Regions from separate parts of the Rattus norvegicus genome. Here regions 2 and 3 are each linked to region 1. The links are chromatin contacts, called in public Hi-C maps. All regions are on one chromosome and are shown on one strand. The core of a region is the stretch at or near the end of the contact, and the rest is flanking DNA. Distances in the headings are between cores, read along the strand shown.

What was found. A called contact is a pair of places that touch in the nucleus more often than the background predicts.
Region 2: a contact with region 1 is called in a Hi-C map of the A7r5 cell line, with 3 times the contacts expected there. The contact joins the enhancer-like site here to the promoter of Agpat4 in region 1. A contact is called at or near these places in 9 of 12 Hi-C or Micro-C datasets (the A7r5 cell line, the Rat2 cell line, Schwann cells and 6 more) and 1 of 1 datasets of contacts at active chromatin or transcription factors (oligodendrocytes).
Region 3: a contact with region 1 is called in a Hi-C map of psoas muscle, with 2.0 times the contacts expected there. The contact joins the enhancer-like site here to the promoter of Agpat4 in region 1. A contact is called at or near these places in 7 of 12 Hi-C or Micro-C datasets (the A7r5 cell line, the Rat2 cell line, Schwann cells and 4 more) and 1 of 1 datasets of contacts at active chromatin or transcription factors (oligodendrocytes).

What each region holds. Positions count from the first base shown.
Region 1 is chr1:51,178,569-51,183,009 of GRCr8, reverse strand. It overlaps Agpat4 (1-acylglycerol-3-phosphate O-acyltransferase 4), which reads left to right and starts at 2,039. Exons shown (of 9, transcript NM_133406.2): 1 at 2,039-2,165.
Region 2 is chr1:51,087,288-51,091,728 of GRCr8, reverse strand. All of the region lies in intron 3 of Agpat4 (1-acylglycerol-3-phosphate O-acyltransferase 4), which reads left to right. Among named protein-coding and RNA genes, the nearest start is that of Agpat4, 91 kb to the left of the region's middle. Within about 2 kb of position 2,163, at least 15 of the 93 cell types and tissues checked have an H3K27ac peak or open chromatin away from gene starts, as enhancers often do. A contact at or near this core is called in the A7r5 cell line, where this site is marked.
Region 3 is chr1:51,249,071-51,253,511 of GRCr8, reverse strand. Prkn (parkin RBR E3 ubiquitin protein ligase) reads left to right here. Exons shown (of 12, transcript NM_020093.1): 11 at 4,171-4,288. Among named protein-coding and RNA genes, the nearest start is that of Agpat4, 70 kb to the right of the region's middle. Within about 2 kb of position 2,456, at least 21 of the 93 cell types and tissues checked have an H3K27ac peak or open chromatin away from gene starts, as enhancers often do.

The sequences.
Region 1 (4,441 bases), core at 790-3,289:
GCTCTGTAGATCAGGCTGGTCTGAAACTCAGAGATCCATCCACCAGTCTCTGCCTCTTGAGTGCTTGGACTAAAGACGTGTGCCAGGCGTCCAGCAACAATTCTCCAGTTCTAAAATTAAATTTCCATCCAAAATGCAACTATGAAAAAAATTAACTATCTGGAAAGTATTTTTGAAAAACTCATTGATTCCCACCAACAATAGAATCACAAAATATAACTTGAAAAGTTATGGCTCAGCGGTTAAGAGCACCCGACTGCTCTTCCAGAGGTCATGAGTTCAATTCCCAGCAACCACATGGTGGCTCACAACCACCTGTAAAGAGATCTGATGCCCTCTTCTGGTGTATCTGAAGACAGCTACAGTGTACTTATATATAATAACTTGAAAAGTTATAAAAGAGAATTATATTGGGGAGAGGGGGTGTTGGGACTACTATATGGTCAGAGCTGGCATTGGACTCACAATTCCCCACAACGTTCTAGAAGTCGGAGTTTACATAGAACTCTTATATGTTACATCGGATGCCGAAAACAAAAACTTAGAGTAATTTATGTTATTTATGTATTTGTGTGTGCCTATGCCTGATGCGCATGCCCGAAACTGAACCCTGTGGTTTTCCAAGAGCAGTAAGCACTCTTAACCGCTGAGCCCCCTCATCTCTCCAGTACTTATAAGAAACTTTTTTTTTTTGCTTCTTTTTTTCCGGAGCTGGGGACCTAACCCAGGGCCTTGCGCTTCCTAGGCAAGCGCTCTACCACTGAGCTGAATCCCCAGCCCCAAGAAACTTTTTACTAACAACTTTTTTTTTCCTTTTTCTTTTCTTCAGAGCTGGGGACCGAACCCAGGGCCTTGCGTTTGCTAGGCAAGCGCTCTACCACTGAGCTAAATCCCCAACCCCTACTAACAACTTTTATAGCCCTTACTAACAGATCAAGTTAATTTTTACTCCCTACAAATGGACTTTTGTTTTGGATTCTTCCTTATGCCCATCACCCCCCACCCCCACCCCCACCCCACTCGGTTTTGTTCTTCTCGCATTCCCGATGATCTTCAGGATGTCAAAGTCCGAACCCTGTTTCCTGCTTCTTGAGTGACTCTCCCTCTTGGCTCCTGTCTGCATAGAAAGCTGTTTGCCGCGTTTCTGCAGCCCTGAGAAATTCACCAGTACTGCTTACGCATGGAGAGAGTACAGTGACCACCGGGGCATTCTTTTTTGTAAATACGTAAACATCTGCGGACGGTGTCTTGAACAACGTGTATTTGAAGGGCACTTTAAGGCACCCAGCGATTGAAGCCACCTTCCCAGGAATGTCACAGACCTGGCCTTGGCGTACTTCCAACAATCACCCTCCTTAAAGTTTCGTGACTCTATTCGGTTAAGAAGGTCTGCTCAGACCCTAGCTAATTTAACCGGAGTGTGAATGCCATGTGCACGTGCGTGTTGCCTGCTTGTGCGCACTCGCAGCGGTAGCCAGCTCTGGCAACCGGCTGGCACCTAGCTTTGGAGGGAGAGCATCTATACACAGGAGCTCCAGGCATCCCAGGTCTGCCGGTCTCAGTCTCGGGAGCGCTGGGCTTCCGGGCTGGTGGAGTGGTGGCCAGGAGAGGTGAGCAAGGCGTTAGAGTGCTCTGGCTTCAGCTTTTATCCTGTTTTTTTTTTTTTTTTTTTTTTTTTTTCTTTCTCTGAATGAAATGGCGCGTGGCGGGGGGCAGCGCGGGAGGGGCGATTTTCAGGGTAGGAGGCCGAGGTTTCTCAGGCCAAATGCACGGGGACGCAACAGGGCTCTTGAGCTGGGCGAGTACCGGCCGGCCACTGAGATGGCTTTGTTATCCATGCGACTCCAACAGGAGGCCAAGCCGGACACTTCCTTACACTCATTGGAAGAGGGTGACTCATGTTACACCGGTCCGAGCTTCCCTCCCAGTAGCCTCTAAGTCGTAGCTTTAAAAGGAAGTGACATGGGTGGGGAGAGACGTCAGCCGAGGACCACCTTTTTTTTTCCCTTCCCGAAGGGTCCACCCCTTTGGGTGGAGTCTCGCTTTTTCTTTCCAGTGTTGGCTGACTTACAGCTTCTCTAAAGTAGAGGCAGTTTCTGAACCCTAGGTTCCTGCCTCGCAGTTCTGGCTAGTGAGCACCAATGCAAAGAGCTGCCCGGAGCGAGGTAGGTGGTGCTGGTACCATTTCCAGGCACCTTCTCCTGGGGTGGGGCATGCGATGATCGGATGCCCTTCTCTGGCAGGGGTCCCTCTGCTCGGCTGGTTTTCCTCGTACTTTGGAAGGGAAGGGCTCGGAGCTGGATGGGATGCTGGTGGGGTTGGGGAAAATGATGGGGGAGGTGGCGGGGGGGGGGAGGAGCACTGGGGCTTCGCGACCACTGCTTTGTGCCAGATCGTGAGGAGCTTTTGGGGGCTCTGAGAGCACCCCTCCCAGGGTGGAAGCATTTTCTTGGTTACCGTGAAGGTGTAGAGAATGCGCCTGTTACATATACGGATTCTCTTTTGTGTTCGTGCAACACGTTCTTCTGTCTCTGGTGTTTCTAGGACAACCACAAAAATATACTCCACAAAATACAGTCCCGATCTAAATTGATTTATTTGTATTTCCTTCCTGGGCTTGGCCTGGCTGGGCCTCGCTGGAACGCAGCGTGACTCTGTAGATACCCCCTCCTCTCGTTTTCATTTTGGTTTTTCCCTATCACAGAAGGGCTGGGGGAGGGGAGTTGTCAAGGAAACAGGCATTTGTAATCACCGCTTTATTTACTTAAATTTAAGCTTCTGGGTTCTCCATCAGATGTCGGGATTTTTTTAAAAGGGAGTTCTTTGATGTTTATGAAGCTCTCCAGTATTAAGGGTAGTTTTTAGAAACTTAAACATTTCTTAAGACATGGTATTAAACAAGCTAAGAGGGGAAGGAGAGGTTAACTCTTTATAGGAAGATGAGGCTTTGCAATAAAGTTTTAGAAAGTTCCCGATAATTCACACTGGTAAATATGTTATCCGCTGCTAAGGCTCGCCCACAAGTCTAAACATGTATAAGATGAGTCTTGGCTCTAGTCTGAACTTCATTTAGCAACAAATCAAAGTTAAGTTATCGGAAGAAATGCTAACTACCCAGCAGGGTCTCTAGGGTATTGTTCTTCCGCGCTCTCACCTGGATTACCCAGTGTTTACCCTCTAGTCTTTCCAAACCTGGCAAGGATCTGCTCATCTGAAGTTATCAGTCAGCATCCTCAGCTAGGGGGAAAAGTTATCTCAAGAGGAGGGAAACGGCATGTGGACATGTGCATGTGTGTCTCTGTGTATAAGGGTGGCCAGCTCCTGAGCATGCGTGACTGTGTGTATGGGGGTGGGTGGGTAAGGCTCCTGTTTAAGAAGAAAAAAAAATTAGAGTCCCAAGTTAAAGGTATGATATCCTCTTGGTCCACATAGGGAGGAAAAAAACAAACAAACCTTCAGAAAAAAAAAAAAAAACCCTAAGATGTGAGAGGAAATTATCACCTACCCAGTGATAAGCAGAGGTGGATAAAGCTAGACAAACAGTACACCGCTTAGAAGGCGTCCAGGCAGGCCCATTAGCAGATGTGGTTTTAGGCGCTGCTTTTATTCAGTACCTCTGAAGAAAGCCTGGTAATGGCCCTCTTCTGGTAATGTGCATGCCTAATATCAGAATTATTTCTTTAATGGTACCGATAGAGTCCTGTATTACTGAGATTATCTGTAGTAAGACTTTCAAAGGCCTCAGGTTACTTTCAGGCTATTAAAGCCCAAACCATAGCTTGGAACGCTAAGCCCCTCGGCTATGTAGAAGCGGGAAGGACTGGTAGTTTCTAGAATGTTCCTTATCTCCCCGATGTCATCTCTCTGTCTTAAAAACTGACCACAGTTCCAGAGGTCTTAAGCATTTCAGATACAAAAGTTCTCTGCAAATGGGAGCTAAAGAAGAGTGTACAAAATTAGAAGACTGGGGCTGTTGCTTGGTGGTAAAACTTGCCTAACATCCCTCCCTAGAAACCCTCAAAACAAACAAGTCTAACTGGAGAAAAACGGACAGGAGAATTAGGTGTAGGGTACAGAACATAAAAACTATACTCAGAATAATGATTCAACTTTCATTTTGCTAAGCACAAGTTAGCGTGCTGCCGGACAGGACAATGGACTTACAGTCGGACCTTCCAAAGCACATGAGGAGTATGCTAGTCTCAGCCTGTCACTCACGAGTTTCCAGACCCAAGACCCAAACCCATTGCAAAGCCAAAGTAGCAACTTACCAAACAGAACAGACAGCTCTCTGATATCCAGATAAAGAGTAACTTGTTTAACCTGTAGGAGACAGCTGGAGCTGTGTGGCAACAAAGTACTCCAAGGCGACTCCCAGAAAGCCAGGCTATGACCTTGGCTGTCTTGGAAGTTTGGGAGGGCTGGGAAGGGGGGGTGTCAT
Region 2 (4,441 bases), core at 914-3,413, 91 kb after region 1:
ATGCGGTCTCCAAAGTGAGCAGGACACAGCAGCAGGGGCTCGCAGACTGTTGACTGTCCCTTTCTTGGGGGAGGCAGGCACCAATCAGCTGGGCTTCTAGCAGAGAGCTCCAGGACTGTGGTCATGTGGTTGCCAGAGGGATGGTCTCATCTGAAACGTTGGCATGTTCTGGCTACCCTCCAAGCCTAGTGACAGGCTTATTGTCTGCGCCTCAATCCCCGACACACAGGCCTGTTGGGAGGGTTTCCCTGGACACAGAAGCCCCTTCTCTCCCTGAGTGTATGCAATGCCAAAGAGAGTGGGAGCTCGCACCCCGGGCAGAGCCACAGCACTGTGTGAGGGGACCTTCTATCAGATCCCATTTGTGAGAGGTGAACTCAAAGCACAGCCCACACCCAGGGAAACCTCTAGGTCATACGACCATCTTTGAGGCCGCCCACCCACCATACTGTGGCATTTTGTTTGAGATCTTCTCTTCCTCCTCTTGGTAAATATCCCTCAGGTGATGGAAGGAAGCATGGCCGGGGAAAGGGTTAGAATTTGTTGCATTTCTCTGTGCAAAGAACAGGCCAAAGAAATGGGTTATTTCTTTACAAGGTTTTAAAATTTCTCTCTCAGGTAATATATTTTGACCCTACCTTTCTACCTACTTAACTTTGTTCTCTGTCTCTCTGTCTCTCTGTCTCTCTGTCGTCTCTCAAAAAAAATCAAAATAAATGATTATTATCCTGGGCTATGAGATTGGTGGGTTTTTTGGTGGTGGGCTTAGTCATGAAGCAGATGGCCCTCAACTCCCTAGCTCTCAAGCTCCAATACTGGGTACCAGTCACGGGGGAGGGTCCTGATGAGCTATTCTCTGCTGGTGAAATGAACCAGCTCAAGTCAGATAGAGTATTTATAAGGCAGGTTTGTTGGATGAGTTCACAGTTCCCAAGGAACTAGGCTAGGGAAGTCACCATGGGAAAGGGAGACAGAGGGGAGGGGGAACAGAGAGAAAGAAATAGCACTTTCACACAGAGAGGGAGAGAGGGGGAGAGCAAAATGTCTGCATTATATAGGGAAGAGCTTCTGGGGGAGGAGAAGCCCAGTTCCTGGGTTGGAAAGTTCAGGGTAGAGGGCTGGTATGCCAGGTAGGGGACTGAGGGATGCTGGGAGAACCCAGAGGCCAGGTCTACTTTGGTATGTAAAATATGCACCTCTGTTGTAGGTCTGGGGTCGGAATCCCAAGCAGGCCTAACACCTCCCGCTCATCTCTGATTCTGAAGTGCTCTGAGCACACACCTCCTGTTGAAAATGGGCCCTACTGATTCATTTCTTGCAACATCTCAGCCAAGATTAATTGGCACCCTATCTCCAGACTTTGGCAGGCCCTGTTGCGACAGCTGGAGTGGACAGATGTGGCACTTAAGGCCCTGATGGTTCATTTACTAACCCAGGCGGGGTAGAGAGTGGACACTTACTGAATCGGGCGGGGTGGAGAGTGGTGTCAGGATGACCTGGTGTTACACAGATAAAGAACCTAGCAGGTGACCAAGAGAATCCTGGGGAGAGAAAAGTCCCCCCCCCGGGGGGGGGGACGCACACAGGAGGAGCCAGCCCCACAGTGCAGTCCCAAGCTAGACATTGCAGGGCCTCTTCTTTTATGGTACTAACTCCCCAGGCAAGCCAGTTAACTTAGCCTCAAGGCTGCCCGACAGATGGACAGCCCCTCTCCCTTCTGTAAACCACCCTAGCCAGTGACATCTGCTCCCCACTCACTACCCTCACACACACCCATCTGTTCCTGCCCAGGGCCTGCACACCTGCCCCGGAATCTTTCAGTTGGCCACCTGTCAGAGCAGAGTGTCCCATTGTCTCCTGCCTGTAAGGCGTCCTGTGGGTGTGTCTGCCCCTGTTTAGCCCTCACCCCACCCCCACTCTCTCTCCGGAATGCTTCCTGCTTATCTTCCCAGATACTCTGGCCTTAGGTGGTTCTAGAAGTATCCAGGCCAGCCTTTCAGAGCAGTAAGGGAGTGGTGGGGTGGGGTGAGGGCAATAAGGGTGGTAAGGGCAGGAACTCCTTTTATCTGTTTCGTTCTGCTGCACCACAGCTCCTCCTAGAAGAGTCTGTGGGAAATACCCTTGCTGGTCTCAGCATACTTCTTGGCCACGAAACACCCCTCCTCTGCCTCCCCACTACACTTTGTCAAATCTAGAAGAGTCTAGGGCTTGCCACAGGGAGGGAAGTGGGGGAGGGTTGGGGGAATAATTCAGTGCTGAAGGACCTGGTATAGCAGGCTGGGTTTTGATAAAATGATGCATGGGTATTTCCAGCGAGAGAGAGAGAGAGAGAGAGAGAGAGAGAGAGAGAGAGAGAGAGAGAGAGAGAGAGAGAGGGAGGGAGGGAGGGAGGGAGGGAGAGAGAGAGAGAGAGAGAGAGAGAGAGAGAGAGAGAGAGAGAGAGAGAGACAGACATTCTTAGAGAGTGCTTAGAGAGTTTGGTCTGTGCGTCTCCCCCGTGGCTGTGACTAATCATGACCAGGCTTTATTTCATTTAGAGAAACCCTTAGGACTTCCTGGTAGGAAACTCCATAGCTTCTGCCTGCAAGTGAGGCCCTGGAAAGCCAGAGCAGGGCCAGCCCGGTAAGAAAGATGTCCGATGACTTCGTAGAGTCTCTCAACCCTTTGATGCCCACTGCCACACCCACTCCATCATCTGAGCTCTGGTCTCATCTCCATCTTCCCAAAGTTTCGCCGTGTGTCCCAGGAGGGCAGCTGCATAGTCTGTCCTGGGGGAAGGCACTAATCAAATCTCCAGTGTGCTACTCCTGTTTGCCTCTAGACTCTGTTACAGAGAGTCCCGCCCACCTCTGTGTCCCCAGCATTGGAACCATGCCTGGACTAAAGGCGGTGCTTGTGTGGACTGGTCAGTTTGGGGTTCATGTTTCTACAAGTTAAATGGAGGCTGAACTGTCAGTTGCCTTGCTTGCTCTCTGATGTGATCAGGCTAGCCCAACCCCAGGGCAGGCCGGCCCCCATCAGACTTCGTTCTTGGCTCCTTGTCTCTAGTTTGTATGCAGGGGAATGCTAGAATGTTGAGGACTGGCCCTGCTTCCTTCTCCTACACCTCACCTATTTCAAAGGTTTCACTGAAATGGCCTAATATATTTACTTTTTAAAATGAAAAACTTTTGATTAGAAACTTGAAGAACAAGACGAAGAGAAGTTCCTGACCAGTGTCAACACTAAACTCTAGTAGTTAAAAAAATTTTAATTGCATTTATTGCACATATGTGTGTGTGTATGTGTGTGCACATGCACACAAATGACTTAGTGTGTACACGCATGTGTGTGTGTGTGGGGGGTGTCAGAGGGTAAAGCATAGCGTTCTTTTCTCATTGAGCCAGACATCTTGCCAGCTTTAATTCTTACATATTTAGTGGCAATAGCCAACTAAGGCTAGACCCTCAGGGACTCACTGATGAGCCTTCAGGAGTGGTTTTATGTTTGATCTAGTGAGGCATCAATGCAAACACAGCCTTGAGCAGGGCCACCTCTGAGTGACCTCAGACCTGAGCAGGGCTTTGGAGTTAGAGGACAGGAAGCCGCCGCCACCACCACCACCAGGTCCTAACCTGCTAGCTGGACACTGGTTTGCATTTTCTACTTGGACCCAGAAGGGGTCTCATTTGCAGTCTGGTAGTGAAGTGAATTAAAAGCCACCAAATTTGAGGGTTAAGACGCTCTGAGCCCTGTGCTATTTAAAGCAGCTCTGTGTTGGCCATCTGGTCACACGCTGCACTGTCTTACTTGGAGGTGCTAAATTCTGGTTCGGAGACTGGCTCTAGTCCCTAAGAGATGGGTGAGGTCCTTCCTAGCTGGGTGAGGCACCCATTTTAATGACCTTCTCAACTCCCGTGCCCCCATACACCCTTAGCATTCACATCCCCAAACCCCTTTTTTCACCTCCAAAAGTATTTCCAGAACTTTCCAATTGTAGGATGTATGTACGATCTAGACACTGGCCGCGGTAGACACTTCAGCACCTGGTGGGTGTGGGTTACCCATATTAATTCTAGGTTTTCCTAGACATATTTACATCTTATTGCCATAATACTTTCCAGGATGTCAGTCATGAATGAGTTAACTTGTAAAGTCTCTTAGCATAGCCCCTTCCTCCATCTCTGATTTAGTGTGATGTGAGAATTTTATGTGGAGTGACTATTAATGGCTGTAAATTCAGGCTTGACTAATTTGATCTGTAGTTGGCCATCCAGAGAATGAGCATTTTCAGCTCTGTGGACCGCATCGTCTCTACGACTACTATTCAGCCCATGATGGCAGCTGCATTGCTCCTACATTCAGGGGAATGCTTACCCTCACTCCAATTAACCTGCATGGACACCAGCGGGCATCAGAGTGGCCCGTGCACTGTTTTGCAGCCTTACCCATACTATTTATT
Region 3 (4,441 bases), core at 1,207-3,706, 70 kb before region 1:
AGCCAGAAGAAAGTGCTGTCTCCTCTGGAACTGGAATCATAGAGGGTTGTGTGTGGGTGCAGGGACTCGAACCAGGATCCTCTAGTGCTCTAAGCCATTTCTCTAGCCCCTGAGTCTTTTATGATTCTAGCAGGAGAGAATTAGACAAATTGCATGGCCATGACAGAGCAGAAATGCGTATTCCCCATGAGAAACTGAACAGAACTCCTGTCTTGGTTTTCATGCTTGTATTTCTCAAATTTTATATAATTGACGTGGTTTTGTTGTTGGTTTTTTTTTTTTTTTTTTGAGGTGAAAAATTTTGGAACTTTTTTAAATATCGATCAGTCTTGCAGCAACATCAAAAATAAGAAGTTAAGAGTTTTGATTCATTACAATTTGACTTTGCATGTATACAAGACTATTTAGTCTTTTAAACTGTTCGATGTGAATAAGTACATATAATATAAGACAAGTAACGTTTAACAGCTCCTACTCTAAAGGGGATTGCAGAGAATTTATTCTGAGTCAAATATAAGTGGCCAAGGCCAGGAACGGCACTCCTCAGTGCACTCAATGATTTGGGCTGCTGTGGAAAAGGCTGCGTGTACTTTTCTAGTCATAAAACAAAAGTACGCCATGGTGGTACACCCGAGTGATCCCAGTACTGGGGAGGTGGAGGCAGGAAGATCAGGGGTACAAGGCCAGAGTCAGCTACGTAGTGAGTTCGAAGCCAATGTAGACTATGTGAGACCCTGTCTCAAAAACAAAAGAAAGAAAAATATGTGATGATCCAATTCATTTACCGGGTACGTTGGTAGGAAAGACCATGTTGGCGGGTTATGTTGAAGTGGGAAGTCTCTGTTACCATTTTCAAATGCTATCTTACAACATGCTTAGCTCTGGGCTTGGTGGAAGTCAGTACTCTGCTAAGAATACATTCCAAAGGTTCTATCATTCGGAGTTTGAATCTACAGGGAAAAGACTGCAGACTCAATTCAAATTATAATTAAGTGAATTTATTAATTACTACCAGCCGGACCACAGCCATAGTGAGGCTTACTGTGCAGAGAGGAAGGTGGGCACAAATTCTGGAATGCCCAACTGGGTGAGACCCTGTGTCACTGGGCTCAGCTAGTAAGGAGCTGACCCACCCACTCCCTGCTGCATACCAACAAGCAGGTTTACAAAAGCTGGAACAACCGGTAATTCTCTCACACGTGGTTACATGGTATTTACAATCCTGGGGAGGGGGCTGGGAGTCAGAACTGCCAGGAACTTGCCTTTTAGAAATTTAGAATGGGTATGTAGCACAAGAAGGAGTTTTCTTTAGCCATCACAATTAAATATTCATAAAGTTGGGTCAGATACAGAGGCCAGTAATAACTGGTTATTAAGAGGACTGACGGTTGGGGATTTAGCTCAGTGGTAGAGCGCTTGCCTAGGAAGCGCAAGGCCCTGGGTTCGGTCCCCAGCTCCGAAAAAAAGAACCAAAAAAAAAAGAGGACTGACAACAGCCTAAGATCACTGTGTCTATGGATCTGCGATATTCTGTCTCTTTATCATCTAAAAAGGTTCTGGTTAGCTATTCAACCTGCATAATCTTTACCTATCAATGTGGCTTCGTTAGGGACCTTAAGTTCATATATCTATAGCCAGTCACATATTATTACGAAACTGCATAGATAGCTTAATTTTTATACCATAATATGTGAAGTTGACACCCGGATAAAGCCACCTACTTTGGGAAACAGGTCATGCTGTCTCCAAGATCCCCAGATGACAACAACTAGGGGTGGATTTAATTTGTTCAGTCTGAAGGGGTAAAGTTCCCCATCAGCTTCCTTTCTCCTTTCTCCATCTCTGCCCAGTCCAGGCCCTGGACTCATGGGATGATATTTACATTCAGCCTGGGCCCGCCTTCCTCAGCTAACCCTCTATGGAAACGCCCTTGTGTGAATACTGGGAGGTAAATCTCCTAGGGGATTCTAAAGCCGGTCGAGTTGGCCATGAAGAACAGCTACTCAAATCACTAGGCCTTAGGACCACACGTGCCTCAGACGGACTGAAGACACGCATATTAAGGTTGAAATGAATGTTAAAGTTAAGATGCGCGTCGAGTACCAGATCTTAAAACCATCCTCGTCAGCCACAGCTTCATCACTGGGCTCCGATCTCCAGGATGTGCCAGAGCTAAAGGAAGCTTGCAGTGACCTGGGGTTCAGCAATCAAGCTAGCGCTGCTCAACCCTACCTAAAAAAGCTCTCGAAAATCACAGACGTCCCTATACCCTTCAGGATGAGGACCTTAGCACACGCAGAGGTTAACAGAAACGACACCAGTGACCAGTCCTTGGCCGGTCTCACCTTGGCACCAACCACCGCCATCACGGGCGCGTCTGCTGTGCTCCCATGTCTCATGAGGTCCTATTCCAGATGGCTGCCTCTTGCTCAGCTCAAACTGAGTCCCCTCCCATTACCCAGGCACCAAGCCAAGGGCTGGAATTACAGGGATGACTCAAGCATGACCTCGGTCTGCAAGAGCTCACTTTCTGCTGGAAAAACAGAAACAGAAACATCAAGGTCCTTGCAAAAGCCGCAAACTTGCTGTAACTTAGAAATAAATACTGTTTCCTTCAGAGTGCTTCACTCACAAAGACTGGGAACTTTAACAACCAAAGGGCTAGACTATGAAATGAAATTGGGTTTGATCCTTGAAGTTAGATTCCACTCACTTTGGGTCTCAACAGGAACCCAACCTCACTGTGAAAGTGGGGGTGGGGGCTGCTAAGCCTGGGGCGTGGGGGGGGGGTGCTAAGCCTCAGCTTCTGATCATAGAGCATTTCTTACTTCACCTCTGCTGACAGGGGACAGACCCCAGCAGGGCTTGGCTCTCAAGCCCAGTACCTAACACTGGAACTTGCTAGTGAGCATCTGTGAAGGTTGGCAGCGGTCAGGTCTACAGGGTCATTGCATTTAGTTACCACCAACGCTACGGAGTAGCCCTGGAGATATATATATATATATATATATATTTGGGGCAACATTTTGAGATACCGTTCCAGATCACAACACTTTTATACGAAGAATAAAAATGTGACCAGTTCTTCCTCTACATGGGTTAGCCAGTTCTAGAAGTAAGCGGAAAGTGTGAGGGTGTCTGACTGACTAGGCAGGTGCAGAATGAAGCACCCGTCTCCCACCAGCCATTCTGGAGTCCCTTCTCCAGCTGAGGATGTCCTAGTCGGTTTTCAACAGGATTAGATGTTCAACATATGAATTTGGGGGCATGGGGAAGGCAGCCGCCCCACAGCAGGCGGCTAAGAGTCGAAGATGATCGAGTCCTTGATAACATGAACTCGGCAGCAAAGGTGTCATGGCGTCCAACATTAGAGGCCCTGAAGGAGCTGAAGTTATCAGCCAATGACACACGCCACGTGCTCCCTGTAAGGAGCATGTGCAAATGAACCCCGAGCCCTCAGCACCCCATGGTTTACATTCCCATCCAAGAGGACTCAGAGAGAATGAGGAGTCCTTGCATCTGAGTGGATTTGAACCCAGGCAGCTGCTCTAAGAGCCCACAGTCCTAATTTCTGCTGTCACCAACTCATGAAAGTGGGCCTTTCTCTCATCCCTTTGCTCTCTCTCTCATGCCTTCTGGGATAGCAGCCATTTTCCAGGGTCAAGAAGGAAGCAGAGGAAGAGGCAGGAGGGAGTTGAGACGTGATGACCGTAGAACCGCAGACTCCACACTCACATAACCGTGCCTGGCCGCCATCAGTGCCTCTGGGGCTCAGAGACAAACACTAACGTGTTCACTGCACGCTCGACAAAGGGTCTGTGGAGAGGTCCACGAAAATGTTTATCACTTGCCTACAGATTAACCACTTGCTACATATTATTTATTACAATCACATAAAATCCTCAGAACAGAGGGCTCTATGCTAGAAAATTGAGTAATCTTCTCTGCCATCTTTCTTAGCTCACAAGCATACGCCATGTGCCAAAACCACAGTGCCCAGGCATGCCCAGTGGCTGTCCGGCACTTGTCAAACAAGTTAACATTGGAGCTTGCCTGAAGGCACGTTCATCTTTGAGAGGTGTCGACACCAGCACTTCAAGGAATGCAGACGTCAATCCCAATAAATAATAGAGTCTCAAATCTGAGCTTCCTTTGTCTCTATCAATCCAGGCGTACCGGGTGGATCAAAGAGCTGCTGAGCAAGCACGGTGGGAGGAGGCCTCCAAGGAAACCATCAAGAAAACCACCAAGCCTTGTCCTCGCTGCAATGTGCCCATTGAAAAGAATGGTGAGTGTGAGCTGAGGCGAGGGCCAGAGTGGTGCTGGGGCCCCCTGCATGGAGGCCTTGAGTGGCAGTGAAGGCTTCTGGGAGGGTGCACAGCCTGGGGCCTCCTGAATGGTGGCTTTGGGTGGCAGTGAAGGTTTCCAGGAGGGTACACAG